2 separate regions of the Rattus norvegicus genome follow, and region 1 is linked to region 2. Evidence: chromatin contacts called from public Hi-C data. All regions are on one chromosome and are shown on one strand. Each heading gives the region's core, a stretch centred on a gene start, on an enhancer-like site or on the middle of the called end of the contact. The rest is flanking DNA. Distances are from core to core; before and after follow the strand shown. Region 1 overlaps LOC102554307 (a long non-coding RNA gene). Region 2 overlaps Map3k1 (mitogen-activated protein kinase kinase kinase 1).

Region 1 (3,029 bases), core at 396-2,895, 260 kb before region 2:
AAACCCTGGCATGAGCTCCCTTAAAGCCTGCAGCTTTACCCCACAGTTAACTGCATTGAACTTGCTCAGATTACACACACAGTCATCAGCCTGCATTCTTGCCCTCACTTCCCTCCAAGGGAAGACCTGTTATGCCAACCCAGAGACTGCTGTATTACTGGTGCCTGCCCAGGGGAGCCCTTGAAGTGTCCATGATTCTATTCCCACTTACCAGCTGGTCTTGATACAGCTACCCCCACCCTGTCCCCTGCCCAGTCTGCTGTTGATCTCCATGGAACTGTGCCTGATGCAATCCTTTTGACATCTTTTAAGTGTATATTTTACTCTCTGTCTGTCTCTCTACATCTGTCTGTCTGTCTGTCTGTCTGTCTGTCTCTCTCTCTCTGTGTGTGTGTGTGTGTGTGTGTGTGTGTGTGTGTGTGTGTGTGTGTGTATGCATTTGGATATCCCCAGAGACCAGATGAGAGCATAGGATGCCCTGGAGGTCCAGACAGTAGTGAGCTACCCAATATGGGTTTAGGGATCTAAACTCTCACCTCTCATCTTCTCATCTTAGAAGCAGCAAGCACTCTCACCGACTCAGACATAATTTTGATTTAGTTACTGTTAACCTAAGAAGCCATCTTATCACATAACCCCCATTTCTATTTCTGTCGTTCTGTCTTCCAATTTATCAACAAAGGGACATAAACCCACAGTTTTAACCCATAACCACAATAAGCCTTTAACTATCACCTGAATCAATACATTTCTGATACGGGAGTGACAAAATCAGAGTTCATTGTGTGTCCATTACTGTCTTCCAGCCAGCAGTTCATGTATCACTAGCCTTTGAGGAGATACGGTAGTAAAAGCAATAAAGAAATTTTTAGTTTTCATCCCTCTGTCTCTGTGTGTGCTGTGGCCACATTGCCTTCATTGGAGGAAATGTCTGCACACTTCAGTTTATTAAGCTCAAAGAGTAATATCCAATCACAAACACAGACACAGACACACACACAGACACACACACACACACACACACACATACACGCAAACACACACACACATTGGCAAACAAACACACTGGCACACACACACACATACATACACACACTGGCACACACACACACACACACACACACACACACACACACACACACTGGGCGGGGTGGGGTGGGTGGTATTCCCCTGCCTCGGATGCCCTAGGTAAAGCATTGGTCACAGCTCCTCTGCCAGAGAGTTCTGTAGCAACATGGCAGCCCTGGCATGTGTGGGTGGGAAATGAGTCAGCTGTGTTGTTGTGGTGCTGTCACTCATGGTTGACAACTGTTTGGGGTTTTGGAAACTCATGACACTGAGTTTCAACACCTTACCCACTGGTTTTGGTAACCACGATTGCCCTCACCATGGGGAGTCCTGCCAACTATGAGATGAGGCAAGGTCATGTTCCACGGCCCAGGCTGCTCCTGGCTGGCACCTGAAGGGCTTTCTTGTGTACTGGGACAAACCCTGAGCTTCTTAGAGCCCCCGAGTCAAGCGCTTACGTGAGGGTTTATGTGTTGATAACTGACTTCCCAAGGACACCAACAGGATAAATAGTGCTTTCTGCCCTTAAACATCAGGCTCAGTGTTAACACAGTCACTGGTCATGGGCCTCATCGTGAGAGTCTGTGGGTGCTCATTAGGGAGTGTGAGCACATTTCATTTTCTGGCATACGATCGTGGATTGCCACTGAAAGGAAATTCCCTTCACCTTTGATTTCACCATCATATGTGGCCCGGAGCCAGCCCACCACATTGCTCCCAGAGGCAAGGTGAGAGAAAAAAGAAGCATTCTGAATTTCTGTAGACACATGATGATGGTTCTAAAGGATCAATATAGATGTGCCTTGAGAAGGTCGTACCCTTCTGCCAGATTCACAGCCCTCTGCCTCCCTCCTAAACTCTGAGAATTGCTACATAGGTTTCATTCTTAAGAATAGCGGTCACTAAGCAGAGGCAGCGTGCCAGCCCACAGCAGCGTGGACATTCCAAATGGAGACGTACAGACACAGAGTCCTGAAAATGGCTCTCCAAGGTCACACAAGTAGCGAGCTATGGTTCCAAGCTATGGTTCCAAGCAGGTTTTTAGCTTGGGAATCTGTGCCTAAAATACCATGCACTGTTTCTTCTAATCTATGCTACCAAGCTAACACTGAGCCAGCCCTCCTCCCTGCCCTTCTGTGAATGACTCCCGTTCCCAGTAGAACAGAGGCAGGCAAGGACATCATCTCTTCTAGCTCCTTTTAAAATAATTAAGTGTGCACTGGACAGGAAATGTGACATATCCATTTTAAGACACCCTGGATATTCTCAATCCACTTAGGTTACTGTTGATTCTCCTAGGGTCCCCCAAACAAGCTTAGAACCAATCTGCAAACTCTGCACCTAGAACAATACCTTTGAATTCCATCCACACAGTGGCAAGTTTCAATTCACCATTTGAAATTTTCTCTTAATTCAAAGACACAGCTAAGAGGAAGCAAACGTGATCCGAAACTGTTGTGCATTAAAAACAATTCATAAAACAGGACAGTGAGTCTGGGTCTTGGACTTTTCTCTTTAGAATCAGCCTGAAGGGGATGATGTTTCATAGGTTCAAGTGTGATATGGCAGCCTTAGCTCCAGGGTTTCCTTTACAGTTGGAGTCAGTGGACTTAGAAGGAGTGCTGAGAGTTACCACAGACTACCTGGAGATCCTGACGTGTGTGAGGATGGATGGGGGTGGGAGAGAAGCAGGAAGGGGATTGCCATGGGGCATAGATTCAAGGGCCAGAAGACCCTCAAAGTCAGGTCCTGTAGTTAGTTCTTGTTAGAAGTCTGCAGCCTCCTGACTGGAGAGCTGGCCCTTTGATCCCAGCCTGTGGGAACACAGCTGTGAATGTATGACTGAGGCCATAGGGCAGTGGGATTTGCCTATTGAGAAGCGTTATTTTCCAGGCACTATTATCAAACAACTGTTCCTACTGCCTCACTGGCAGAGCTCCTAAAGCTTCAACTGTCCTTAA
Region 2 (2,906 bases), core at 269-2,768:
CCCCAAAGTAGAAAGAGGACTACTTGATAAGAAGGGGGCCATGGGATGAAGCATCAGGAGGGTAATGGTGGACAGCATATTACACACATGTATGAAAATATCATAATAAAACTCATCATTCATGTTACTGTGTGCAAACAGCACAGCTCACCTTCTTGGGTCTTACACTTCCTGCCAGCTCTGTCTTCCCCCTGTGTCTGGGTTGCCAGTTCTGGCCCTTGCCATCCTTGGGCACCACTCCAGGCTAGCTTAGTTCTCTGCTGCCTCCCAGGTTGCTTTGCTGATAAGGTACCCCTGCCCACCTACGGGACACAGACTCTTGGATCTTCCTCAGGGCTGTGTTTTCTCACTAACCTCAGGAAAATCAAATTAACTAGATCACATGGGCAAGCCTCAGGCAATGAGAAAGGTCTGTTCACGAAAGACAAAAGCTCCTGTCTTGGTGTTTTCCTGGGGCACCGCAGGAGTATTATCTGAGCTCCCTTCTCCACACAGCGCCCCTCAGGGCATGGCAGATGTTTCCACGGGGCCTCAGAGACTGCCCTCACCACACAGGGATCTTTTTGGTTTGGAGGCTCCTGTGGGAAGAGCATTTTTTTTTTCTCAGCATCTGCATACCTGAGGGGCCTCGGTCAGCACTGCTTGTAGACTGAAAGCTGAGTGAGACTGTCTTGCCCTCAGGTAGACACAGCCCAAGGAGGACAGTCTACCCTATTCAGCTTGTACTTATGTAGTCCTTCTCTGTGCCAACCTTTCTACTGAGACAATGCTTGTAGAGTTGTAACCCACTTCTGCCCTCATTCAAAATCTGGTGCTAGGGACAGGCTAGGAAAGTGCCGTGTGCAGGAGGCTGGAGGAAGGTTCTCTGCACTGTTAGAGGGGCTGTGGTCTGGGGGGGCTGAAGTTAAGTGTCTGGGACACTGACCTAGGGGCTTCGAAATGTGAGCCTGTAGACTGTTAAAAGACTGAGTGGGGCGATGGCTCATCAGTTAAGAGCACTGATGCTCTTCCAGAGAATGCAGGTTCGATTCACTCCAGTCCCAGGTAACAGGAACTCCAGTACCTTCTTCTGACCTCCTCAGGTACTTAAGCACATTGCAGGCAAAACACTCTCCCATCAAAGAAACAATTTGAATAAAAAAGTTTAAAAATAAATAATTTTAAAAACCTGCCCTGCCCCTAGGGGTACAGCATGAAGGGAGCTCAGGCACTAGTCCCAGGCGGACACACGAGGGAGAGCGCGGAGGAAGAACTTTTGTGCTTCCTTCCATGGTGCTAGGAAAACTCAAGTTTTATCCACTGCCAAGTGGTTTCCTTGTTTCAATTTGAAAGTCTTGAGGCTTATAACTGTGTCGTCCATTATCAGCCTAGTTGATAGTTAATTGAGATAGCCGTTCCTGACAAAAAGGATTGGCTGCCGTGCGCGTGTGTGCTTCGAAAGAGTCACTGCTGCTCTAGTGGGAATGGTAGCTTCTGTCACACTCTCACGCTTGTCTTGGAAGCTGGTTCCAATGGGAGACTTGGAAGCATGAGCCAACAGCTGTGAGTCAGACCCTGCCAGCCAAAGCAGCTTGGTCCAGCTAAGTCACAGCTTATGCAAAAGTGAAAAGAAACGGACATTTATGAAGGGCTTCAGGATTCCAGCGAGGTGAGGAAGACATTCCTTAGGAAGACCATGACTCCAGCTATACTTGCAGCCGGATGTCAGAGAGAATGCCACTTCTGTTCTAAGTGATTTGTGGGCGGGTACCTTTGCTATTAATAATTGTCTAAATTACATTTTTAAGGAAGGAGCGCCCCCTACTGAGTAAAGCGTTGTTTTTCTTGAGCCCCTTCCCTTCCCATGATCTTTAGTTTTTCAGGCCTGGGCAGTCAGCTCTAATTGGTCCATCTTGCAGTAGAGGGGATTCTCCTAACTCTGCAGGGCTCCAATAGCTGGGATTCTTCTAACACCAGGTAAACAGCACTTGACACAGTTCAGAGCTCGGCCGTAATTTCCGTGTAGCAAACCAACTGGCTCAGGTGGTTTTGTCTTCTCTCATGACGGACAGAGCTGTTCTAAAGAGTGACTGGGGAGAGTGACCGGCTTGTGGCTAAGGCCTGGATCTACTAGGAGCTACATTCTCAGGGGTGGGGCTGCTGTGTCTCCTGAGATGATCCCTTTACAAGTCACTACAGGGATTCCTGAGATCCACTTGCAAATCCAGAGATCTACTGGGGTGTGATCCACCCGAGCTTTTTCATTCTTAGTTTTGTTTTTAACAGTAGTGTGTTCTCTCCCTAGAAGTTGAGGGCATGGACACTAGCAAACCTGCCAGTGTCCGAGCTACGGAATGCGGTTTCAGAATTTTGCAGTCGTGATGTTTAGAGGGTTGATAGACTTTTGTTAACATGGCTTAATTAATAACGAGGCATTTGTCTTAACTTTACCACTTTGCTGAACTATTCAAATATAAGGTAGTTTTGAAGGGCTAATGTAAACTGCGATCTGAATTGATTTGTACTGTGTTCCTATGTATTGTATAGCTGGTGAAAGGATTTGTATCAAGATCATGAACTGAGTAATACAACTGTAGGGGCTGCAGAGATGGCCCAGCTGTGACAAACATGCACATTTGCTCTTGCAGAGGACCTGGGTTTGGTTCCCAACACCCAGATGGCAGCTCACAGCCATCTGTAACTCCAGTTCTGAGAGCTCTGACATCCTCTACCGGCCTCCATGGTCAGTGCTCTGACACCTATGCACACACACGCGTGCATGCATGCCACACACACACACACACACACACACACACACACACACACACACATCTTTTAAACACCACAACTTTAAGGAGTTAGAATTTAATGTAGAGGGGTTGGGGATTTAGCTCAGTGGTAGAGCGCTTGCCTAGCAAGCACAAGGC

The links. A called contact is a pair of places that touch in the nucleus more often than the background predicts.
Region 1: a contact with region 2 is called in a Hi-C map of mammary epithelial cells, with 4 times the contacts expected there. The contact joins two enhancer-like sites.

What each region holds. Positions count from the first base shown.
Region 1 is chr2:45,388,922-45,391,950 of GRCr8, reverse strand. The region is part of intron 1 of LOC102554307 (a long non-coding RNA gene); the gene reads right to left. Among named protein-coding and RNA genes, the nearest start is that of Map3k1, 240 kb to the right of the region's middle. Within about 2 kb of position 1,645, at least 14 of the 93 cell types and tissues checked have an H3K27ac peak or open chromatin away from gene starts, as enhancers often do.
Region 2 is chr2:45,124,978-45,127,883 of GRCr8, reverse strand. The region is part of intron 2 of Map3k1 (mitogen-activated protein kinase kinase kinase 1); the gene reads left to right. Among named protein-coding and RNA genes, the nearest start is that of Map3k1, 22 kb to the left of the region's middle. Within about 2 kb of position 1,518, at least 22 of the 93 cell types and tissues checked have an H3K27ac peak or open chromatin away from gene starts, as enhancers often do.